Linked DNA regions of Mus musculus: all the other regions are linked to region 3. A link is a contact called in public HiCAR-type, HiChIP or PLAC-seq and promoter capture Hi-C data. All regions are on one chromosome and are shown on one strand. The core of a region is the stretch at or near the end of the contact, and the rest is flanking DNA. Distances in the headings are between cores, read along the strand shown.

Region 1 (3,083 bases), core at 303-2,802, 730 kb after region 3:
AAATGACAGGGTGGTTATCTTACCTGGAATGAATGGAGAGGGGGGATCCAGATGTCATAGGCCTAGAGCTTGCTATTTAGGCTGGGCTGGCTAGCCCAGGATCTGCCTGCCTCTGCCTCCCCAGTGCTAGGATTACAAGTGTGCCAGCATGTTTAGCTTAAAAAAAAAAAAGTGTTCTGAGAATCAAACACAGGGCCTTATGCTATCCACAAAGCTATCTCCCTAGCTTCCCTCCATCTTAAAAAAACAACAGGATCTTGTTATGAAGCTCTGTCTTGTCTGGAACTTTTTTTTTCCCCTTTTTTTTAGACCTGGCTAGCCTTGAACTTGTGTATCGTCCAGCCCTTTCATCTCAAGCCCTAGATTAGAGGCATGCACTCTTTGGTCACAATGAGGGCCGTTCTACGTCAAAGAAGGTGGTCTGAGACAACAGGGTTTTAGTCAGCTCTGTTTCCCCATGCAGTCTGGGACCTAAGAGAAAAGGCTGTGATGCCCCTGGTGGCCTTGAATGCCACTCCCAGGAGCCTGGGTTTATTTGGGTCAAAGATGAGAGGGGTCTGGGAGGTTTGAGAAATCAGTTGCTTTGCTGATTACAGTGGTCCTGGCTTAAGGGACTTAAGTCATACACAGACTTAAGGGAATGTATCCCCAGATCTCCAAAGCTAAGGAGTCGCCTTTTCTTTTCTTTTCTTCCCTTTTCTTTCCTTATGGATGGATGTTGTCAAGAAAAGAGAGGTAGGGAGGGCTGGGGAGGGGGGAGGGCGGAGTGGGGGGGGGGGCTGTCCACATTCTACAATCTCAGTGGAAAAGACTTCTCTGAGTAGATTCAGCAACCAGCAGAACCAGAGATGGCCTTCGTGAGTCACTGTTCAGACTTGCAAGCTCAGCTCTGGAAGCCCGCTGTGGTCAGCCACCCCAGGTTGGCTCCAGGCCTAGCCCCCCACTGTCCCGCACTGGGCCAGTGTCTGTCCCTGTTGCTGTTCCATGCCTTTCCCATCCCAGATACGTGTGCCTCACAGCTCTCTGCCTCTTCTGTCTGAGTCTGTCTGTCAGTCATTTTCTCTAACCTTGGTTTCCACGTCACCCACGTGGGAAGAGTTCAGGACGGGAGGGGCGGTGTGACTAGTCTTAGATACCCCTAAATATTTATTCTGTGCCAGGCCTGACATACAGAGCTCGAAATATCAAAGTGGACAATATTCAGTCTGCCTGCTTACAGGGCACATTCTGTGTGGAGTGAGAAAACCACAGCCTAGTTCTGCCTCTGTCTCAGCACGCGTGCCTGCGCTCCCCCAACCGCCTGCTGTGTTCAGAGGGCCTGGGTCAGTTAGGGCCTGAGACCTGATGCCTCTTATTTGCTTCATCCCTGGGAAGGGTTATGTTCCTCCCGGGAAGTCCATCTTCTTACAGCTCCTGGGGGCCTGGCTAGTGGGTGGAGGTGAGCCTCAGAAGCAGGAGGGAGGGAAGGAGAGAGGGAGGGAGGGGCAATGACTCAGTGGGGGTGGCCTGGGACAAGAACCAAGGACAGAAGCCAAGACTGGACCTGATGCTCACTGAAGCTAGAGGAAGGAGAGATGGAAGACATGCCTAGGAGCTGGGGCTGGAGAAGGACAACTCCAAGGCCAGCCTTGCCCCTTGCTCTTCAGAATCTGCCTTAGAGTCAGAGATGGGTGGGGACGCCTGTTGTTTCTACCATGGCTGCAGCTGATAACTAGATTCATGAAGGAATCGCCTGACTTAGAGCCAGGGAAGGCATTATGTCCAGTGTCCTCTCCTCCCAGGGACCAAGGCCATGGTGTGGGGGCTACATGCCTTTGTCTGGTTGCACAGATAACCTTTTTCTTATGATCTTTCCACAAATTCAAGAGTGTTAGGCCAGGCCCACTTCCTCCAAAAGGACCCCAGACTTTAGAGTTAAGAACGAGTAGGGGTCTCCCAGCTATCCCAGTGTCTTTCATCAGTTCAAGATTCCCTAACGAAGGGTGAAGTGGGAAGGCAGGGCATGAACACAGATATCTGATCCATCCATCAGGATTTCCCTGGTCCATCGGGCAACCCCAGGAGAAAAGAATGCTTTTCTTGTCTTACAGGAGAGGAAGATGAGGTGCAAAGAGAAAAGGGTCCCTGGAACAGCCCACAAGAGGTGAGTGATGGAACCAGATCTCAGCTGGTCTCTGGCCCCAGGGCACCAGCTTTCTTAGCCACCCTTTTCTGTGGATAGGGAAAAAGAACTCAGGGAATGAGGGTTTGAGCCTTATGTATGTTGGCAGGCCTGGGTCAATTCCCACCCAGAGACATAGCTACCTACCCTCTTCACCTTCCGGGTTTAACAAGTCATGGGATGTCACCGTTTATCTCTAATTTATTTCTCTGTCTTTTTGTTGTTTGTTTTATTAATTAAACCTGGGGGCTCACACAAGTCAGGCAAGGGCTCTGCTACTGAGTTACACCTCACAGCCCATCCAACCTGTTCCGTGGTGGGTGGGCCTGAGAACCTGAAGGGGAGATTCAGGCTACAGAGGAGTGGTGGTCCCTCCCACTATCCGTGAAGATTATCCACACGCAGCTACCAGGGCATAGGGAGTCTCTCTGGAGACGGCCCCTAATCATGGACTCACATGTGTGTGTGTGTGAGTGTGTGGTGGTGGGTGGTGGGACAGCTCTGAGGACCACGAGGGCTTGAGTGGTCCTCATCTTGTACATGGAAGCTGGGCAAGTATTCCCATGTCCCATCACGGGAATGGTAAAGGAGCCTTGCCCTCCTCCCACAAGGGCGTCCTTTGCTTCGTGCAAGAGCCTTCTTTCCATCGGCAGAGCCACGGCTCACTCACCCTTTCAGACAGTTCCAGCTCTGAGCACAGTGAGCACAGTGGAATGAATGTTGCCGGGGTCGGCAGAATGAGAAGTCAAGGGAGGGCTCGCCAAGTCTCCGAGGCACTGAGAGTAGGAACCCAGCGGCCGGCGGGCGCGGATGCTCTAGGCAGGGGGCAGTAGGCGTGGTCCCAGCTCTCCTCCGCACCCTCGGCCTTGCAGAGCGGCGCCTTCCGGAAGAACCTGTGATTCGGTCCTCCAGCCCCTAGAGA
Region 2 (3,246 bases), core at 80-2,579, 530 kb after region 3:
GTGCCTTGGACATGGTGTTTTATCATGGCAGTATGTTTTACTCAAAACACACACACACACACACACACACACACACACACACACACACCACTCCCACCAACAAACCTTTAATTTTGGGTAATCAACTCTCCAGACTTCAGTTAAGATGATTAACCCTCCTAGTTTGTTAGGGACTGAGCAGCTTCAGAAGGCTTGGGGGGCGGGGGGAGGTCATTGCTAAAAATGAGAGCTGTCTATGGCAAACTAGGACAGTTCCTTACCCACGTTTAGGTCCCTATCTAATAAATGAGATTGGGCTGGACTAGCAGTGAAATTCTGCCAAAATCTGTATTCAAGCAGGCATTAACAACTGACCTCAGAACTGATTCCAGTGACTTATGAGTATCTTTTCACAATCCTTAGCATCTGGCCAGCTGCTGCCAAGAGTTGGCACTTACCTGCCATCCTTGAACTGAACTTTTAACAAACTGCGATTTTTAAGGATCAGAGTTTATTGAGGGTCAGCTTTAGCTCAAGCTCTGCTGCAAACCCCGAGTCTGGTTTTCTTCTGCTCTGGTAAGTTCTCTAGAACTTGCAGATCTTGGATTTTTTTTTTTTTTTCTTGTTTGATTGCACATTTGGGTAAAAATATGGACTGGCAACCGGTTACATATAATTAAGATAGTTTTCCTTTAAATGATGTGCTAGATCTACATAAACACTCTCCTACTAACGCCATGAACTTATGAGTGTGCATTTTAGAAATTACTAATCTGAGACTTACTGGTCTGGTACTTGTCTAAACCTTGTCTGCAGGCAGAGCTACACGGAATCCTAAGGCCAACCCCGTTTCAATAGCCACCACCTTTTTACACCATGATTTGGTTAGATGCTTACTTCCACCTTTCAGTGCACAGTCCACATCCCTCCCTGTATGCAAAGTCCTCTAAGATTTAGGTTTCCTTGAATTCAAGTGGCCCTTCTGGGGGTGACTCTGCGTGGCTGGCTGGGGAGCCAAGAAGTTCCAGATCGCTCACAAAGGGCCAAAAAAAAAAAAAAAAAGGTCTGCGGGTCCGCTTCTAGTTGCTAAGAGAGGGGCGGATCCCTTCTGGGCGGGTTGTTCGCAGAGAAGCCCGCGGACAGGCAAGGGGAAGTGCTGAGGAAGGAGCAGGGTTTCACTGCAACCCAGCGGCCCCGCAAGCGGGTGGGTGGCGCATGCGCGGCGCGGGTCGTGGAGTTGTGAATGGTGCGTCTTGTTTGCTAGAGTTTGAGGCGGGCGGGCGCGCGAGGAGGAGAAGGAGGAGGAGGAGGGGTGGGGCCGGCGCGGGGCGGGAGAGCGAGGAGGGCGGCGAGAGGAAGTGGCGGCCGCAGCCGGGGGAGGCTGGAAGCTGTGTCTGCGCGGGCGGGCGGGAGGGAGGACGGCCGGCAACGGCTGAGGCGGGCGGCGGTAGCGTGGGTTGGGCTCCAAGCACACGGCCGCACCTCAGCCTCCCTGGAGCGGGAGGCCACGCGGGCGGGCTCCTGAAACAAAGAGAAGCGGGAGTCCGGGTGCCGCGGGTGGGCGGTCAAGGCGGTCAGCACCGGAGCCCGCCAGCGGGTGCCCGCGCGAGCCTGGGGAGCGCGGCCGGCCGGCGCGGCCTGAGGGCGGGAAGATGCCGCGCGTCGTCCCGGACCAGAGGAGCAAGTTCGAGAACGAGGAGTTCTTCAGGAAGCTGAGCCGCGAGTGCGAGGTGAGGCGGTTGGGGAGGCGCGGAGGCCTCGGCGCGCCCCGAGTGGGCCCGGGGAGGAGAAAAGTTTGAGCGGCTCGGTTGCCGGGAAGCCCCCGGGACGGCGCGCCGGCCGAGGGGGAATCTCGCCCCGGCAAGCAGTCCGCCCACAGGCTCTGCTTGCCCTTATCGGAGCCGCGGGGAGCGGGCGGGCGGGCCGGCGGGTGCCGCCGCGGATTTGACTCCTGATTTCGGGGCCGTCTCTCTGCCTTGCAGATTAAGTACACGGGCTTCAGGGACCGGCCCCACGAGGAGCGCCAGACACGCTTCCAGAACGCCTGCCGCGACGGTCGCTCGGAGATCGTAAGTCGCCGGGGAGGGACCCCCCCACCCTACCCCCGGTGCGCGCGGGGAGGCCGCGGGGACCCAGGCGCGCGCCAGTCACTTGTTGCGCGCGGCCCCGGGCGTGTTCCGGACGGCGCCGCGGACGCTGCGGCTCCCGGAACTGAGCCGGGGGCGCAGGCTCACTTCCTTAGTCCGGATTCGAAAAGCAAGAAAGAGGCAGATGCTGGCGGGGCGGCTCGGCTCGGCCCTCGGGCGGACCCGCCTTCTCCTTGGCCCGCCGCGATGGTTCGGTTCGTGGGATGGTTTGCGTGTCCTAGTGCCGGCTCGGCAATCCGAGCGGAGCTCCAACCGGAGCTTGGCGGAGGTTGTCGCCTAGGCTGTGACCTCCGCCAGACATCGGGGTGCTTGTAGGAAGGATACAGCCCTACGTGTAAAGAATCATTGGAGGGGGATCAGCGATAGGCTTGTTTCTGAGAAGCGAGATTGGTAAATCTATATGAGAAGCTATCTCCCAGTACAGCCGAGAGTAAATCTATTCCACTTATCTGTTGTCCTAATAGAAGAGAGAGACTGTCCTAATAGAAGAGAGAGACGAGAGAAAGGGCCCCAGTGGATGAACAATTTTCTTTTCTTAAAATGTTAAGAATCCGAAAGAAATCTATATTTTCCTTTTTCTAACCTCGATGTGCCTGTCTGAGTATTGGAGTTGCTAAAGAATTGCCTGGTGCTACACAGACAAATCCCATAGTTCATCTAGAGGTTCCTGTTTTATATTTGAAGACTGCTATGGACTCGGCAAGTCCTGGGTTGAAAAATATCGAAGTGATCTAGTTCCTCTCTTGCCTCTTCGTTATCCTCCTTAGAGGTGTTGGTTAGGAAGCAACGAAAAGAAGAACTGTAGGAAAGAGATTTTTTTTGGTTGGGTGGTTTTTGTTTTGTTTTGTTTTAAACTGAAGCACTGTGTAATGAAATCCTAATATTTGCTCAAGTGACAGACCCATTGCCTTAGCCCAAACTTTAAGTAAAGGTACAATTTGAATACAGGTTAACAGTATAAGGCTGTTGGTGAATGTCGCTTTTTTTTTTAATTGAGATGTAGTTCGTATAACAATGAACAACTTGTGCTCGCTTCGGCAGCACATATACTAAAATTGGAACGATACAGAGAAGATTAGCATGGCCCCTGCGCAAGGATGACACGCAAATTCGTGAAGCG
Region 3 (3,102 bases), core at 314-2,813:
TGATAGTCTCAGGACTCCAAGCCTGGATCAGGCTATATGCATCACCTGTACCCATAACTAGCTTCATCATTTGGAATGCCCGTCACCACCAGGGACTGCTTATGTCTGCCTCCCTCCAGTGTTTCCTGAAGCCCGACCCAATGTCCCTGTGTACTTGAGGACCACAGGAGGGTGGGTCATGGGAAGCAGGAGATTTCAGTCAGGCCAGCTTTGGTCTAAGCTGTAGTATGGCCATTTTATTCACTTAGTCCCCTGGTCCTAATCTTGCCCCCACAGATGACTGTGGCAAAGGGGAAGCCTCACCTAGTTTGGGGCCCAGCAGTCCACACTAACCTGCATGCTCGGAGGCGTGGGTCCCGGGTGTAATGTGTACATCCATCTGCAGGAAAGACAATGTGGGCCCGAGCATTTACCCGCCTGTCCTTTTCTTTTGGACACTACCTCCCAACCATCTGAACTCCCAGTCACCCCTCTTGATTCTGGCTCTTCCAAGCCACCCCAAACCCACCTGCAGTCAGTCAATCCACTTTTACCCTAGGACCTAGTCAGCGACTATTGACTTTAAAAGCCTTCCAGTGCCTCGATCGATCACGCCCATTCACAGCTCCCAGCTGCCCTTTCCACCACACTCCTATTTTCTGGAGTTTTTTCCCCCCAATATTCTTGTCACATCAACTTGGGGGTTCAACTCTGCGAGTTCGGATCCTTCCGATCTCCGCCCGATGTCCCCTCGCCCGCCCCAGTAGTTTGTTTCACCCTCGGGGGCTTGACTCCAACTGACCTTGAACCGCTGGGGAAGGGATCGCAGCAGCTTGACTTTGATGGAGAGGCCAATAAGCGTGGCCATGCTGCAGTGTGGGATGGTGGGTGTGAAGGCCACTGCTACTGTGCTCTCTGGGTCGCTAACCTGCGATGACAAGGGAGATCAGATCGCAGTGATCGCACGGCGGCCCCTAGCCCAAAGACACTCTTTAGTTTATCGATTTGGGCAAGTCACCCAACTTTTTATCGGCTCCATAAACATTAACACACCTCCCACAGATCCTCTTGGGGGCTTGTGAACGGAGAACACCAGCCTCTGAGGTACAACGGTACCTTTTTGATTACTCGAGTAAACTACTCACCTGAATCCGAACTTGCTCTACTACGTTCAATTCCTCCAGTGTCAGTGGATGCTCCGGGTCATTAATGGAGCGGATAAGATGTGCCAAGTGAAGGAAAAGGGACTCTAAGTTTTGGCCCACTCAAAATCTCCGCAGGCAACGCCTAACCGGGACACCCCTCCACCAGCGGGCTGCGCATCACTTCTTGCCGACACCCCAAGCCCCCACCGTCCCGCCAGCGCCCTGCAGCGACGGATATCGAAGATCTCCCGGGCGTCGATGCTGTCCGGCACTTCCTCATCTTCCTCGCCCGCCGTCACTGGCCGCTCCCCGGAACGCTCATAGATGAGGGGGTTAGCGTTCTCTAAGAGCCCGCCGCCGCTACCGCCGCCGCCCACCATCCCGGAACCGCGGTTCCCACAATCCCCCGGTGGTGTGTACTTCCGCTCCTTCCGCGCACTTCCTGGGAACGAGGAGAGGGCGTGGTGTGGCTACGGGGTCGTGCAAGGGACACGCCACACTCCAGGGATTCGGCGAGTAGTTTGCTAGAAGCGGTGTATTTGTCGTGCGGGCTACTCCGAAAGCGGGAAAAATGTTGGTAGCTCTCGCCGGGGCGTCCCTTCGGTTCTTAGCCGTGGGATCCTGTTGGGAGCTGGATCGCAGGAAGCCAACACCGTCTGACAAGGGCACTAAAGGCTCCTTGTGATTGGGCCTTGGGACGCTCCAGCTCGCTGTCACGCTATCGTAGAACCGTAGATCTAATGACACGCTGGTTTCCTCTAGTAGGAATCGGCAGCACTAGTTACATGCTTGTTAAGTAGATACGCGATCCTAAACTCTCACCTCAGAGCATCCTAATGTAGACCGTGGTGACCTCTAGGCCACTTGAATCTGATCTGCCCTGAGAAGGCAGCACTTAATTTATCCTATAACCCCTCCCTACCAGACTGTCTCCTTTGCTGTCAGCCAGGCTATGGAGGCCACGAATGCCTTAGCAGGCAGAAATATCATTCTTGGCATGGGTGATGTCATGTCCAGCTTGTCTAAAGAATGGGAAATTGCACATATAATTCCCACAGTCTTTTTCGTAACTCAGGAGAGGCAGGGTTGGTGGAAGACAGACTTGTGCCATTGGGACCAGCACACGTGGCCCATGGCTGACTGCTCGCAGGACTGAATGATGGCAGCAGGTCCAGAGGTCCCTCAGTGAGCCTGGATGGATAAGCTGGGGTCTTGTAGTGGGTAAAAACAGTGTTTGAAAACAAAGAGTACTTTGACAAGGCTGACCTAAAGGTCACAAGGAGGTAGCAACACCCACAGTGCGGCGCCCGCTGATAGAACAGACTCAACTTTGATGCCATCTGTACATTTCCAGTCCCATCATGACCAGTCACATGGGGAAATCTCTTTCATTTGAGTGGTATTGATGTGGGTGTCCACGCCTTCCTGCTAGTTCCCTTCGCCAAGCTGCCTCTAGGGATGCTGTGGTTTATACCCCTGGGCCACCTAAACTGTGTAAAGGATGGGACCTCTGATCCAGCAATGTAAGTTCTCCTGGGGCCAAGGGGACTTAAGGGACCTCTGAGCTCTGGGTCAGGCTGCAGCAGTTTTTCCATCTCAACCCCACTGGGATTTCCAGCACTGTCGGGAAGATTCTCACATTCATTAAAATTTTAACTACATTTGAGAAGAGGGCACATGCCACAATGTGTTAAGTGGAGGTCAGAGGACAAGTTTCAGGAGGGGTTCTCTCTTCTAGTGTATGGTTTCCAGGGATAGAACGCAGGTCATCTTCAGTCATTGCAGTAAATGCCTTTATCCAACGAGTCATCCTGTGTTTCCTCCACCATATATCTGTGCTGCTCTTCATTACTCGGTACCAAGTTTGCCAGTGTCCTGTCTTGCTTCACATGCTCAATAATTTCCCTCGTGATGTTATATATGTCTGAGTTCAGTGAATGGCAACTTTGCTTCACACCCCAGTGACCTGGGTCCCTTT
Region 4 (3,413 bases), core at 250-2,749, 770 kb after region 3:
CACAGATCTACATATGATATGAAAGGAGAGAGGGGCCATGAGAGTGGAAGAAGAGCCCCAAAGGAAGGGGAAGCGAGAGAGAATAGTGGACTATAGGGGCATAAAAGCAGAGGATGGGACTACTTAAGGGAACAGTGGCTCATCAGAACAAAGAAGAAGGCTGTATGTGTTTGAAAATGTCACAGTGAATCCCACTAGTTGGTATGCTAACTAAAAAAATGAACTCAAAATTGCTTAAGAATGGTGGCAGTGGGAACAAGACTATTAAAGTTCAAGAAAGGAAATGCCTCCTCTTCCATCCAAAACCCACATCTCTTATTCTGAGTCAGGAAAATAGATCCTTGTATCAAACAAGAGGGACACTTCTTCTATAGTAAGCCCTGTCTAAATGTCTGAAATCAAGAGGAGCTATTAGACATGCCACTTTAAGACTAGAAGAACACTGGGTGGTCAAGAAGAGAAAGAAACAGATTATGAAATGGATTAATGGCTCAGCAGCAGAACTGGAAAAGCTAATCCAATGTCATTGAGTCCTGGGCCTTTTAAATGTGACGTAGGCTGGGCATGATAAACATGGTAACTAACGGTCCCACCTATACCAAAAGCACAGATATACAAGGATTTGATTTTTGATCTGATTTCTTTAAAGGTACATAGCTGGTTGAAAAGAAAGGTAAGGAGATTTGGAGGCTGAGCTCCACTTATTAAAAAACAGGAAGAATTTGCTTCCACATATATCACCCATGGGAGGACTCTCAAGGGATGCTTACTGGTAAAAGTTAGGAATGTAACTGTTATTGCCAGAGCTTTCTTCCCCAAAGATTGTTCAGGAACTTATTAGTGCACAACTATTTCAGTCTGGGGAGAGCCTCCAGCCATCAACAGCTTGGGAAACCTGTAGTAGTTGAGGGTCATCCATCATGACTCCATCCCAAAGAGCATCTCATTAACACACAACCTTCTTCCATAGAACATTATAGTGATAGAAATTCAGTGCCCAAAAGACAGGACTCAATGCCCCGAGCCAGGATTCTCTGACCTTTTCAGATCAGGAGTTCCCATCGTGCCTCCAAAATCTGCCCCGCCCCCCCCCCAACTGTCAGATCTGGATTTCCCCTTTAAATGTCATCCTCATCTTGCTCTAGAATAAACATGGGCTTTAAGGTACAAAGGCTTCCATCCGTCAAAGAGCTACACCTTCTTCACCCCACAAACTTGGAGCCCCCTCAAATCCTCAGCGGTGTGGAACAGTTCATCTCACAAGGCAGCATGGCATGGTCTCTCCACTTCTCAGACAAGCCCTCCCCAGATTCTTCTAAACTGGGGGCTCCTTCGGATCCTCATACCCCAAAGTCAGATCCCTAATCCCGAGGTTCTCATCTCGGGCACCAGCTCCCCCCAAATCTCCACCTTAGTGGTTTTGACGCCCTTCTCAGGGACGGGCTCCATACCATAGTCCTAAATTCCGTGGCAGACGACAGACTCGTGACCGGTCCCTCTAACGGTCCCTAGAGAACCAAGGCCCGCGGCCAGTGGGAGGGGCGGGGCCCGAGTCGGGGGCGGGGCCTGGCACGCGGGGCGGGGCCTGGCGAGCAGGGGGCGGTCTCGCGAGCCGCGGCAGGTGAGCGGCGGGCGCGAATGGCGGAGCAGTGGGATCTGGACGAGGAGTGCCTCCGCCGCCTGGGGGCGCTGACCCTGGAGCAGCCGGGTAGGGCCGGGAGGGTGTGGATCTGGAGCGTGGCTCAGAGGCTGTGAGGAAAGTATGGTGTGTGTATGTAGTCTTGGGAGCCCCAGGCAGAGGTAAAGAAGGAACTGCAGAGGAGCGCGGTTCCTAAGGCGAAGAAGAAAGAGGCAATCGAGGCAGAAAGGGTGACACTGAGGTGCAGAGGCTGAAGTAATAGGAGAGTCTAAGGCAGAGGGTGAGGCATTGAAGGAGAGGAGGAAAGGACCCCTGTGTGGCAAGGGACATTATTTGACAGAAAGAAAGAAGTCTCCACTAGTAGGAGGACATGGATGTTGGTGAGAGAGGGAAGAGTTGAGATGGGCGACTGTGGTGGTGCGCGCTGTTGAGATTAACAAGGGAGGTTAACTTGGGCAGTTTCTTAAACTTCCCGCCTAGGAGGACTTTTCAAGTTGGGTGCATTGGGAAAGGACACCCTATTCCGTTATCCTCTGTGAAGAACTTCCAGACCAAAGCCTTTCTTTGATCAATCTTTTAAAAGCTCCAAGAGGCTGTGTGGGAACTACTAAGCGATCCATCGGTCTTGAGCCCAGTGCTGTGCCCTGCCTTCCTCCTGAGAGAGCTAACCTCTGACAGGGCTGACAAGCTTGCTTTCTAAGTGTCTAAGGAAGAAGAGCGCTGGGAAAGCCTTCAGTATTCCTAATAAAACTCTTAGCTCCCTAGGAAGTTAGTGATGTCGTTATCGCCACTCGTTGGGTTAAGTGCCTTACCTGCATTTAATGTCTTATGCTGTCATGGTTCCCATTTTACAAATCAATAAAATTAGCTTAGACTCTTGCCCGGAGTCACAGCGGATGGTACAGACAGGGTTAATTAATCCAGGACTGATTCCAAAGTCTGTGCTAAAACCATAACAAATACCGAGAAGTCGAACAGGTATTAATCTTTTTTTCTGTAATCAAAGATAATAGTTTGATGAATGTATATTTATGTACACACATACAAGGTCTCATCATGTGGCTCAGGCTGGCCTCAAACTTGACACTATGCCCAGTTGTATGCAGTTCTGAGGAACCAAATCTAGGGCTCAGTGCATGCTAGGCAAGCATTCTACCAACTGGACAACATCCTCAGCCCAGCGTAAATTTTCTTTTTCTTTTCTCTTTTTCTTTTCTTTTTGTTTTGTTTTGTTTTGTTTTGTTTTTCGAGACAGGGTTTCTCTGTGCAGTCCTTGCTGTCCTCTATATACCAGGCTGGCCTTGAACTCAGAAATCCACCTGCTTCTGCCTCCCAAGTGCTGGAATTACAGGCACGTGCCACCACTGCCCAGCCTGTAAATTTTCTTTTTAAAACTACTGTGAATTCTATTTTACAAGTCAGATAAAATAAACATCCTTGGCTTGGTACACATCTGTGTCTTCCCTTCCATTAAAATATTTTTAATTAATTAATTAGTTAGTTAATTAATTAATTGGTTTTTCAGGTTGGGGTTTCTCCCGGCTCTCCTGGAACTTGCTCTGTAGACCAGGCAGGCTGATCTTGAACTCAGAGATTCTCCTGCTTATGCCTCCCAAGTGCTGGGACTAAAGGCATGTGTCACCAGCACCCAGCCTATTAAAATAATTTTATAGAAATGATTCACCTTGATATTGAGGATAGAGAGGTTCAAAACTGGCTGTAGCGGTGAATGCCAGTAATCCCAGCTACTAGGGAGGCTGAGGTACAGGGACCT
Region 5 (3,238 bases), core at 435-2,934, 710 kb after region 3:
CATTCTTCCAGCTGTGGTCTTAAAGAGCTGGGGCTCTGCCTGGCCACTGGCCACTCCCCAGGCCAAGTTTCGCCGACCCCCTCCTGACTGCACTTGGAGGCAGGGCTGGCTGCAACGCGAGGAATGCAGTTTAGAGGCCTGGAGCCTAGGGCACATTCCAGGGGAGACCCCGGGGCTAAGGGCCATGTTTACGCAACCCCGCGCCCAATTGTGGCACCCCATCAACTCCCTCCCATCTCCCTCACAGCTCCCAGCTAACCCGCAGGTCAGGAACCCTGGGGGGTGGTAGTGTGTATGCCTCTGGGAGTCCTGGCCCGGAAAAAGCAAGCCGGAAAGGGATGCCTGCGGGGAGGTGGAGGGGAGGCCAGCAGGAGGGGAGGGGTGGTCCTGCTGGACATACGGAAAAATGCCTCTCTAACTGAGCAAAGTCGGCCTAGGAACGTCGGCAACTAGGGTAGGCCAGCGGTTTAAAATTAGACTGATCCACCCCCTCCCTTCCAGGCGTAGGCCACCAGCGGCGGGCCTAAGGGACCATGGGGGCGGTGACGCAAAGGGCTTTCCCACCCGGGCAGCCTCCCATGAGCGCACGGCCGCTTCCAAGGGACTCCTCTCATCCTGGCTGGGACTCCAGTCTTCAACAGCGCTGGAGAGACTGTATTCCAAGGACCCAACCCAGCCGGTAGCCTCGATCCCTTCTATGATTGCTCCCTAAACCCGCCCCTCTTTGGGGCCCCGCCCCCGACTACCTGGAGCAGGTGGAAGTCTGTCCCTTCCCAACTCCACTTCCCCAATCCGCTACAACCACAGCAGCAACCCTGGCAAAGAGGCAGCGAGGGGACTCCAAGCACCTCTTCAGGAGGGCCTAACTTTCAAGGGAAGCCCGAGTGGAACAAATCACAAACTCTCATTTGGCTTCTATACTGTCCCCTCAACTTGAGTCTCCCCCTGTAGGCAGAGGAGCATAGACCTTAGGACCCCGGCCGGAGACTTTTCTGGAGGCGAGCACCCGCCCGTGACGATCTCTCTCCTAGAAGCACTGTCTGTCCACCGCCCACCTCAACCTCCGCAGCGCCCCTCACCTTAAGAGGCGCCCCCAGGAGTCGGTGCAGAGCAGGGATCTGCGCACTCAGGGGCAGAGCCCCGTCCAGGCTGCAGGTGGGGGCCCGGCGTGGTTCCGGGAAGTTGGCACAAGCGAAAGGGTCGGTGTCTTCCAGGTACTGCACTCTCACAGTTACCACGGATACTGGGTCCCCATCCCCGCGCTCTTCCTCGCCCGCCATGGCTCTGCCACCGGCTACCGCTGGACGCCTCTTGTGTCCCCTGCAAATGCTGCAACTTCAACTCGACTAAACTTTGCTGTTAGGGCCGGGCCAGGCTGGGCCGGACGCTCGCGGCTCGAGGGGCGGAGCCAGATGAAGGTAGGACCAAGGAAGGGGGTGGAGCCAAGACTGAGCGGCGAGCGCGCGCTCGGGGTTAACCACCGCCGGAGGCGGCGCTTGGGCCAGCCACTCAGAGAGCTGGTGATCCCGTTAGTTCCATTGCTAGGAGGGCGGGAAAACCCGAGCTCCCGCTCCGCCTCAGAGCAGAGGGCGGGGAGACTTTCTTTAGATTTGGTATGGGCGAGGCTGCAGCGGATCTTTGTAAGGATTTTTAGGGCAGATGGGGGGGGGGGGGTAAATCTCTTCGGATAATCTGGGTAGCTGGGCCACTCTCAAGGGACGAGATGGGACTAATTGCTAGCTTGAAAGACAAATGAAAGCATTTCTCTCATTTGGGGAAAGCAGTAAGAAGAATCTCTTTCAATGTGGAATAAGAAGTGGAAATAGATTTTATATTTGAAAGAAGAGGTGGATTCAGTCCCCTTTAGCTGTGGGGGCAAAAAAAAAGAGGACGGGTGCTCTTTCTCGAAAAAGAATGGGATGAGTCACTGTGAGGAGGCAGGTAGCACATGTTTTTTCGGCTTGGGTGATGAATGAAAAGTGGAGACATTCTTCGGTTTGGGGCGAGATGAGTCAAATGCCCCAAGTTGTTCCTAATTTAAAGGGAATTCCATAAGGTCCTCTCAGATCCATGGAATAGGCAAACAGTTCCCTGTAGTTTGAAGGAAAGGGAAGGCGGCGCCTCTGGGCTCTGGAGAGATGAGGAATAGCCAGCTTTTCAGCCTGGAAAGAGCCGGGTCCGTCCCGGCCTTGAGGTTTCTGGGTACGTTGAGAGCACCGTTGTCCATTAGGCTTTCTGGGTGTGCCCAGTGCGCGTGCGCAGCTGTGGTCCGGTAGGGGGGTCCCAGGTTTTGGAGATCGTGCTGGAAGGCGGCAGCGCACCGCCCCCTGCGGTTTTCTCAGCTTAGCACTGGGACCCGCAGCCTGAGCACCTGGGACGGGTGGCCCGCTGCTGGGCGGTGTTCTGCAGTAGCTGCGCTTGTCTCTGCTTCCCGAGACCCCCGTCCTTCTTGGTGCTCCGGGACGCGGTGGCTGGTCACCTTTCTGAATCCGGAGGAGAGGCGGTTTAGGAGAGCACACTCGAAAGAGTGGGTTTCAGGACTCGAGGGGTTAGGAGGGTTATGCTGGGGAATTTCCGGAGATGAGATTAACCTAGAAGAGATGGAGGAGGGGATCCTAACTGCTAGGATCCTGGGCAGGGTCTCGGGGTCCGGACCTGGCCTGGGGGTATCGGAGCTCGGATTGGGGGGAGTGAGCCCCACGTGCCTGTGACGCGGGGGCGCCGGGTAGGCGGCGGCAGCGGCGGCGGCGGCGGCGGCAGCGACGCGGGGCCGGCGGCCGTGCAGTGCCCGGAGGACAGCAAGATGCTGAGCGCCGCACTGCTTCTTCTGCCCGGGTTGCCCCTGGCGGGGGCGGGGGCCACAGAAGAACCCACCCAGGAGTCCGGGCCGTTGGGTGAGCCTCCTCCAGGCTTGGCGCTCTTCCGCTGGCAGTGGCACGAGGTGGAGGCGCCCTACCTGGTGGCCCTGTGGATCCTGGTGGCCAGCTTAGCCAAAATCGGTGAGTGTGTGTGTGTGTGTGTGTGTGTGTGTGTGTGTGTGTGTGTGTGTGTGTGTGTTCGCGCGCCCGCACGCCAGGCTAGCGGCCCGCAGAGGACCCGCCCCCAAGCCCCTAGGTCTCCAGATTTGCGTCTTGCATTGTGCGGGGACTTAGGCTCCAATTCCACAAATCTGGGTTCTCTCCCATTTCCTGCTCTCTTGTGGGTCTCCCTTCTTGGTTGGTAGTTCAGGGGATTTGCC
Region 6 (3,051 bases), core at 353-2,852, 680 kb after region 3:
TATGAAGATGTGAAGGCATTTTAAAACCACCTAGATCAGTTCTTCAGGGACTGGATGGCTGTTAGCAGCATTTCTACCTTTGCAACATCACCATATTAATAGCTCCAAATTTTATCCAATGGAGCTAGATTCCTTTTACAGTTTCCTTCTATGTTCAGCCTTGCTAATCCATATATAGTCCAGTTTCAGTGCCCCTCGTGAAAAACCTGGGTTCACCACTAATCTCACAGTCCAGACCTCCATGCCTGGTTGGGCCTGCTGCTCCCAGAACACCCCCAGCCCATCCTCACTACCAACACAGCATCTCTTTTCCCGTATGTGGGGCTCTTTCTGCAAAGTCCTTCTACAGTGACTTCACTAGCCCCGCTGTGTTTTCTCCTTTCTTCTCAGATGCTAAGTACATACGCAGTACTCACCCAGTATTTACTGGACTAAAGATAGTCCTTTGCCTCTACTTTCACCAAAGGTTTGCTCAGGGAAGGGGTGGGGGATAAAGGAGATTACTATTCAGAGGAAAATGACTAGGACCAGAGAGGAGAGACATGAGGAAGAGTATGGATGGGACTGGGATGACTAAGCCCCCATCCCTAGGGGGCTAAGAGGGAAGACTGGACTAAGAGAGTGGCTGACCTATCTTCTGAATGATCAACCCTGGGAGCCATGCTAAAGGACAACATGTCTTAATGGAAAGGATCATACATAATTCATTATCCTGAGAAATGCCTTTCTAGCACTAGAGGAGTAGAGATAGGGGTGGAGTGGTCATCCCATGAGAGCACCCCAAAAGATTACTACTACTGGTAACCCATGGGGTTTACAGGGATGAATAGATACCTTCTGGGGCCAAAAGGGAATAGGATGTCACGACTCAAGGGAAAAGGCCTGACTTCCTAGGGCAACGAGAGGGGGTTGCCAACCCTCAGGGCAAAATGGATAGAGAAGCCATTTCAAAAAAGGTGCAAGACACAAAGCCTGCATCTGTATCTCCTTGCCCCTGGCTAAAGGAACAAACACCCCATGGGGTTGAATAATACAGGGGCAGCCATCACTAGGGGTCTAGAATGAGGAGCAGGCTTGTCTTACATTAAGGACATTGGGTATGGTCCCCAGAACTAGGGGGCGGGAGCAGTCTATTTCCAACTGCGAGGACGGTGGGGGAGGGGTGGAGGAAATGGAACGACCATTCCAAGGGGCCAATGGGGATAAAATTGATTACCCTTCAGGGACGGTGGAGCGGACATCTTCTAGAACTGAGGGGGAGGGAACGGCCATCTCAAGGGAAAGGGATGGGCAGTGAGTCCGTCCTCATTGAGGTGACAGAGCAGCCATCTTCTGGGGCCAATGGGTAAAGAGGGAATGGTATCCCAACCGAAGGGGTCGAAGTGGCCCCAAAGAGGACCGTTACCCAGAGTTTTCAGGTCGTGGGATCCGCCGGGCGGCTCGTTTCCGCCTGGCGGGAGGTGCCGGGCGAGCTGTCAGATAGCCTTTCCCCAAAGCTCGGGACCCCGAAGGCGGGGCCTGTCCCCGACCAAGGCCTGAAGGACCGCTCGCTTCCTCTCACCTCCAGAGGCAGCGAGTCCGCCATCGCAGTTCTGCCGTCTCCGCCCCCACGCAAGGTTTTCTGGGAAGTGTAGTCCCACCGACTCAGGGGGCGGGGCTTCGGAAGGAAATGAAATCCACTTCCGCCCAGGAGCGAACGATTGCGCTCTTTACCGGAAGTGCATGTGCTGCCGATGTGGTGTCTACTGACTGCAGTTCCAGTTACTCGCCCTTGTTTCAGTGGCTGGGTGTCTGCTGCGCACCATGGCGGTAAGGGACAAGGCGTGGTCTGCACCGGCAAAGCTTTCCCGATGTTGGGAAAGTAAAAACAGAAGGGCTCGAAGGCATAAGGCACTGGGCCAGAGAGGGGCGCCACCCAATGGACTGTGCTAGACCGAACGGGATGCGGGGAGAGTGGCCGTGCAGGACTACACCAGGACTAGTGTTGGAGGCTAGGGCGGGCGCGGGCGAGGGTAGTTGCCAGTTCCAGATCTAAACCACTACCCCAGAGGGACGCCATTAAGTTCCGCTGGAGTTTTCCCGGAGAGGATCTCAACCCAAAGCTGAACCTTACGAGGAAAGCCAAAGAAGATACTAACGTAATTTGAATTGTTTTGGGGTGAGCATTAGGCGATCATAACTGGGGGTACAGTAAAGTCGGTGTCCTAACTATATTAGGAAGATGGACTAGAGGAGTGGTCGGTATCTCAGGGATTGCTAGGGTTGACAAAGCACGCTAAGGACTTGGCTGCGGGGTAGATAAAGCTGCAGGTAACCAGGCTGGTACAGGGAGTGAGGAGGACTGAGGCAAAACAGCTCTGACAGCATCTCACCAACCCTCCGCAGCCCAAAGGAAAAGTGGGTACCAGAGGGAAGAAACAGATATTTGAAGAGAACAAAGAAACTCTCAAGTTTTACCTTCGGATCATACTGGGAGCCAACGTAAGTTGCTTGCCTTGTGCTTTCTCTGCCCTCTCATTCCTATCTGATTAGGAGCGCTGGCAAATGACAGCCAAGGCTCCAAAAGAGAACGTTGTAAAGAAATGAAGCCAGGCAGACACCAGCCTGTAATCCCTGCACCAGGGAGGCTCAGGCAGAAAGATGGGCGGTTTGAAGTTAGCTTTGAGTAACAAAGAAATCCTATCTCAAAAAAAAAAATTAAAAATAAAAATAAAAAGGGGTGATGGGGTTAATAAGTGAAGCTGGCCATAGTGGCATATAACTGTATTTCTAGCTATTTGGAAGACTGAGGTCAGAGTGTTGAGTGGTAACCAGAGCCCCACAGAAAGACTGAAGTCTCATTCGAGAGAGTGAGAGCAGGTGTAGCGCCGTGGTGGAGCCCTTGGCTAGGCTCTGCCAGCATCGCCAGCAAACACTGCCCTCCTCCCCCCAAAGTATCCAGGGACTGAGTGGTCAGAGCACTTGTCGCTCTTACAGAGGACCTCGGTTCCACTCCAGGGGCACCACATGGTAGCTCGAAACCTTCTCATTGAGTGGATCCAATGCCCTCTT
Region 7 (3,314 bases), core at 108-2,607, 540 kb before region 3:
CTAATGTACACTCCTTTCCCTGGGCCTCCGTTCCAGTTCAGTTCTCAGAGGACCTGGAGGGAGTGATTGGCTACACCAACTTTGCTTTCGTTCACCAAGCCCATGTCTCTACTTGGGTGTCTAATGGGCATCTCCAACATTACCTACCCCAAACAGAAAACCCTTTCTTCCCCCCACCACACCCCACCCTACCCCCACAGTATTTTCTCCATGCCCGGAAAGATCTGCTCTCTTATGGTCCCTCTTTGCCTCACTGAAAAGCAGGACAAGTTGGGGACTTCCCAAACTTTTATGCATGAAGAAACCCAGGCAATTTGCCAAAAGGTACACTCTGGGGGTCTGTCATTTACTCTGAGCCAGAACCCTGAAATTTTTACTAACCCATCACATAATGAATGAAGAGAATCTTTTTCTTTTTTTTTTTTTTTCTTTTTTTTTGGTTTTTCGAGACAGGGTTTCTCTGTATAGCCCTGGCTATCCTGGAACACACTCTGTAGACCAGGCTGGCCTCGAACTCAGAAATCCACCTGCCTCTGCCTCCCGAGTGCTGGGATTAAAGGCGTGCGCCACCACGCCTGGCTGAATGAAGAGAATCTTGACCTCATCTCCCCAGCCTCTTGGTCCTGAGGGACCCTGGTCTACCTACTGCTTTGCTGTCTTCTTAGCTCTTCTTACTTTTTTGCTGACTCAGACCTATGGCTATCTCCATTATACAGATGAGGAGACTGAGGCATGGATCCCTGGTTGGTCCATGGTCACGTGAAGCCCATCACCCAGTATTTGTAAAGTGAGATGGGCCAGGCTGGTACCTTGGAACTGAAACTCACACTGCCCTACCTGGAAGAATCTGACAGGCAAAATCTGCTGCTGAAAGTGATTGTCTGTCACGTTTCTCAGCTGCCCGACTCTGAGAACTCCACAGCCCCCTTTCGTTCCACCATACTACAGAGTCGCCACGGAAAGCCGGCTCTGTGGAGAAGCTGAGGTAGCTGGGTTTCTGTCTGGGTTACTCTGTCCAGCGAGGAAACAAGTACCTTAGACCCACTAAGCCTCTGCTTTCTGAACTGTAAAGTGGGGGATATGACACCTGCCTCCCAGGGATGGCTGAATGCTCTGGCAGAAGCTTAGAGCCCCCACAGCTACCCCTAGGCTCACAGCTCCTCCGATGAGACCTAGAATTGAGGTATGAGTTGAATACCCCAGGCAGGTCCAAGGCTTCCACGGGCCCAGGCTGACCAAGCTGAGGCCGCCCACCGTAGGGCTTGCCTATCTGCAGGCAGCTCACAAAGGAACAATAACAGGAAACCATCCCGAGGGGAAGTGGGCCAGGGCCAGTTGGAAAACCTGCCTCCCTCCCAGCCTGGGTGTGGCTCCCCTCTCCCCTCCTGAGGCAATCAACTGTGCTCTCCACAAAGCTCGGCCCTGGACAGACTGCAGTGGAGAGAGCCTTCTGCTCACGGACAAGGTAAGTGAGACTCCCAAATCCCTCTCTACTCCTGTCTCATGGAGATAAAACTGGGAGAGTCCTGGCTTGCCCGTATGGGATGGCCACTGTAGGACTCTCAAGGGAACACAGCCTCTCCGGAGCCTGAGTCTCTCTGCTGGGGCCAGGGTAGGGCTAAAAAAAATGCATATCTCTTAGTGTGCAAGGACACAAACGGTTATCTCAGAACCAATGTTCAAGAAAGACTCAGCAGCCTTGTAAGTAGACTGTCGTACTCAGGGAAACTCCAGTGACCTGGAGCTTCTATGACTACCAGGCTCAAAGAGGATAGGATTTCCACTGTCACTCAGCAAGGACAAGGGCAGAGGACTGGAGTCTGGACCTTGGATTTGAGTAGGATCTGCTTTGTGTGGGATGGACAAATAACGGCTCTGTGATTCCCTTCCCTATCTACCAGGATTAGCTCTGCCTTCTGCCCAAAGGACAATCTGGTCCAGAGCTAAAGAGATAGATTTCCCAAGGTCTGACTTATATTCCCCTGCCCCGTTATCTCTACCTACAACACCTCGAGGGACTAGGGTGGGATTTGGGGAGCTGAAAGGGGTACTCGTTCCCTCTGTCAATATCTCCCACTTTCAAGATGGGCCTTCTGAGGTTCAGCTCTGGGCACTTGGAGTCCCATTTATGAGCCCTCTTCCCTCATCTCCCCTAGACTCTCAGAGCCTGCTTTGTGTTTCGGCAGTTGCAGGCAGGAAGGTAGCCTGTAGTTTCTCCCCCAACACCAGATACTCAGAGCCCAGAGCTCAAGAATTCTTGTGGCCGTACAGCTCAGCAAAGTCTCTGGAAGGCCCTAGAGACAAGGACCTCTGAGCCAAAAGCCCAGCTCAGAGACAGTGACCCTCGGCACTGATCCCAGCCTACTCACTTCGGTGTGGCCTTGGGACGGTAACCTAAGGTCTCCAAACCTTCATTAGGAGAGGACATTTTTGGATGCAATTCTATTCACAATCTGTGGTGAGCGGTGGAGATGGTTCATGCAGAAAGAATATTCCGACAAAACAATGGCTCCTGGATTTACTATCCAGTCCCAAGGAGGTAGATAGGGTAACTCTGTACTCAGAGACAACAACAGAGATCCAGAGGAGAGTTAGTGTGAAAATTGAGTCAGAATGACGATGGGAACTTAGATTTAGTCCTCCTCAGCACGGGCTCTTCCTGGAACCTGTGACTACATGGGGTCTCTGGCTTCTAGACCATAAAGTTGTAGAAACATCTTCAGTCCTTACTTGTGATATACACTCTTGGCTCTGGGCTTAACTCCTAATGAGAGGCAGATAGATAGCCAGGGAATCCTGAGTGGATTTACCCACTACCCCATAGCCATAGGTGGCTGTGAATACCACAAAGATTTGAAACCACAAAGCACAAGTCTCACACCTCCTGTTAGGGGGTCTCACCCATGTGAAAGGAAGGGCCAGAGTAAGAGAGGCCATATACTTAGCTACCCCTGCTGCAAGCACCTCCGGGCATCTGCGTTCATTAGTTACCCCTGGAGGAATGTGGCAGGCAAGCAAGACTCTAATGACAGTGGATGACTTCAAGGTTGGAAGCTTGAAGGGTCTGGGAGGCTGGTGGGTTCTGGGTTCTTTAGAACTGGGTTGAATGCTGAGTCGCAGAGAGGATTTTGACAGCCCAGAACAATTAGTGGGCAAGAAAGACACAAAACTCTCCTGCATCTGGCCTGAGCCCAGCCATTTGCGGACTGGAAAGTACCAGGTGACCCCAAGGGGCCAGGGGCAGCTGATCCTCAGGGCAGTCCTTCAAATTCTAACTTTTCACAATTAGGAGCTAGAAGAAGTTCCCAGTACCT

The links. HiCAR-type assays count read pairs that join an accessible place to other places. HiChIP or PLAC-seq counts read pairs in DNA pulled down with a chosen protein or histone mark. Capture Hi-C pulls out chosen DNA fragments and counts their contacts.
Region 1: an H3K4me3 HiChIP or PLAC-seq map of embryonic stem cells shows a contact between it and region 3, with 2.3 times the contacts expected there. The contact joins the promoter of Plekhg4 here to the promoter of 1700082M22Rik in region 3. A contact is called at or near these places in 4 of 39 promoter capture datasets (cranial neural crest, embryonic stem cells, liver and 1 more), 1 of 15 datasets of contacts at CTCF or cohesin (embryonic stem cells), 5 of 115 datasets of contacts at active chromatin or transcription factors (bone marrow-derived macrophages, embryonic stem cells, large pre-B cells and 1 more) and 1 of 9 other capture datasets (embryonic stem cells).
Region 2: a HiCAR-type map of astrocytes shows a contact between it and region 3, with 5 times the contacts expected there. The contact joins the promoter of Cbfb here to the promoter of 1700082M22Rik in region 3. A contact is called at or near these places in 20 of 39 promoter capture datasets (the 3T3-L1 cell line, 3T3-L1-derived adipocytes, the C10 cell line and 12 more), 5 of 484 Hi-C or Micro-C datasets (B cells, CD4 T cells, embryonic stem cells and 2 more), 25 of 115 datasets of contacts at active chromatin or transcription factors (the 230-238 cell line, T-cell acute lymphoblastic leukemia, astrocytes and 17 more) and 3 of 9 other capture datasets (adipose tissue, embryonic stem cells and liver).
Region 4: a contact with region 3 is called in an H3K4me3 HiChIP or PLAC-seq map of embryonic stem cells, with 2.3 times the contacts expected there. The contact joins the promoter of Kctd19 here to the promoter of 1700082M22Rik in region 3. A contact is called at or near these places in 1 of 39 promoter capture datasets (embryonic stem cells) and 2 of 115 datasets of contacts at active chromatin or transcription factors (embryonic limb bud and embryonic stem cells).
Region 5: a contact with region 3 is called in an H3K27ac HiChIP or PLAC-seq map of extraembryonic endoderm stem cells, with 6 times the contacts expected there. The contact joins the promoter of Slc9a5 here to the promoter of 1700082M22Rik in region 3. A contact is called at or near these places in 9 of 39 promoter capture datasets (the C10 cell line, the HPC-7 cell line, cranial neural crest and 6 more), 4 of 115 datasets of contacts at active chromatin or transcription factors (astrocytes, extraembryonic endoderm stem cells, kidney and 1 more) and 1 of 9 other capture datasets (embryonic stem cells).
Region 6: a HiCAR-type map of astrocytes shows a contact between it and region 3, with 4 times the contacts expected there. The contact joins the promoter of Lrrc29 here to the promoter of 1700082M22Rik in region 3. A contact is called at or near these places in 12 of 39 promoter capture datasets (3T3-L1-derived adipocytes, the C10 cell line, the HPC-7 cell line and 9 more), 1 of 484 Hi-C or Micro-C datasets (LSK cells), 6 of 115 datasets of contacts at active chromatin or transcription factors (the SCID.adh cell line, T-cell acute lymphoblastic leukemia, astrocytes and 3 more) and 1 of 9 other capture datasets (embryonic stem cells).
Region 7: a contact with region 3 is called in a promoter capture Hi-C map of adipose tissue, with 2.7 times the contacts expected there. The contact joins the promoter of Cdh5 here to the promoter of 1700082M22Rik in region 3. A contact is called at or near these places in 1 of 39 promoter capture datasets (pre-B cells), 2 of 115 datasets of contacts at active chromatin or transcription factors (bone marrow-derived macrophages and microglia) and 2 of 9 other capture datasets (adipose tissue and liver).

Annotation. Positions count from the first base shown.
Region 1 is chr8:105,371,720-105,374,802 of GRCm38.p6, forward strand. Plekhg4 (pleckstrin homology domain containing, family G (with RhoGef domain) member 4) reads left to right here and starts at 1,553. Exons shown (of 23, transcript NM_001364406.1): 1 at 1,553-2,143; 2 at 3,034-3,083. The coding sequence starts at 2,100.
Region 2 is chr8:105,169,345-105,172,590 of GRCm38.p6, forward strand. Cbfb (core binding factor beta) reads left to right here and starts at 1,330. Exons shown (of 6, transcript NM_001161458.1): 1 at 1,330-1,709; 2 at 1,962-2,048. The coding sequence starts at 1,632. It overlaps Gm22063 (a small nuclear RNA gene), which reads left to right and starts at 3,152; the gene lies at 3,152-3,246.
Region 3 is chr8:104,640,187-104,643,288 of GRCm38.p6, forward strand. 1700082M22Rik (a long non-coding RNA gene) reads left to right here and starts at 1,564. Exons shown (of 3, transcript XR_003947594.1): 1 at 1,564-1,697. It overlaps Ciao2b (cytosolic iron-sulfur assembly component 2B), which reads right to left and starts at 1,542. Exons shown (of 5, transcript NM_026753.2): 1 at 1,363-1,542; 2 at 1,125-1,204; 3 at 782-907; 4 at 334-379. The coding sequence starts at 1,504.
Region 4 is chr8:105,412,003-105,415,415 of GRCm38.p6, forward strand. It overlaps Kctd19 (potassium channel tetramerisation domain containing 19), which reads right to left and starts at 1,500. Exons shown (of 16, transcript NM_001301173.1): 1 at 1,452-1,500. The coding sequence starts at 1,454. Lrrc36 (leucine rich repeat containing 36) reads left to right here and starts at 1,620. Exons shown (of 14, transcript NM_001170788.1): 1 at 1,620-1,708. The coding sequence starts at 1,639.
Region 5 is chr8:105,346,574-105,349,811 of GRCm38.p6, forward strand. Slc9a5 (solute carrier family 9 (sodium/hydrogen exchanger), member 5) reads left to right here and starts at 1,685. Exons shown (of 16, transcript NM_001081332.1): 1 at 1,685-2,999. The coding sequence starts at 2,804. Fhod1 (formin homology 2 domain containing 1) reads right to left here and starts at 1,397. Exons shown (of 22, transcript NM_177699.4): 1 at 1,080-1,397. The coding sequence starts at 1,280. It overlaps Gm46049 (a long non-coding RNA gene), which reads left to right. Exons shown (of 4, transcript XR_003947441.1): 3 at 1-265; 4 at 502-1,083.
Region 6 is chr8:105,324,666-105,327,716 of GRCm38.p6, forward strand. It overlaps Lrrc29 (leucine rich repeat containing 29), which reads right to left and starts at 1,603. Exons shown (of 7, transcript NM_001368408.1): 1 at 1,562-1,603. The coding sequence starts at 1,585. It overlaps Tmem208 (transmembrane protein 208), which reads left to right and starts at 1,712. Exons shown (of 6, transcript NM_025486.3): 1 at 1,712-1,809; 2 at 2,386-2,481. The coding sequence starts at 1,804.
Region 7 is chr8:104,100,268-104,103,581 of GRCm38.p6, forward strand. It overlaps Cdh5 (cadherin 5), which reads left to right and starts at 1,358. Exons shown (of 12, transcript NM_009868.4): 1 at 1,358-1,465. The region is part of intron 1 of Gm29682 (predicted gene, 29682); the gene reads right to left.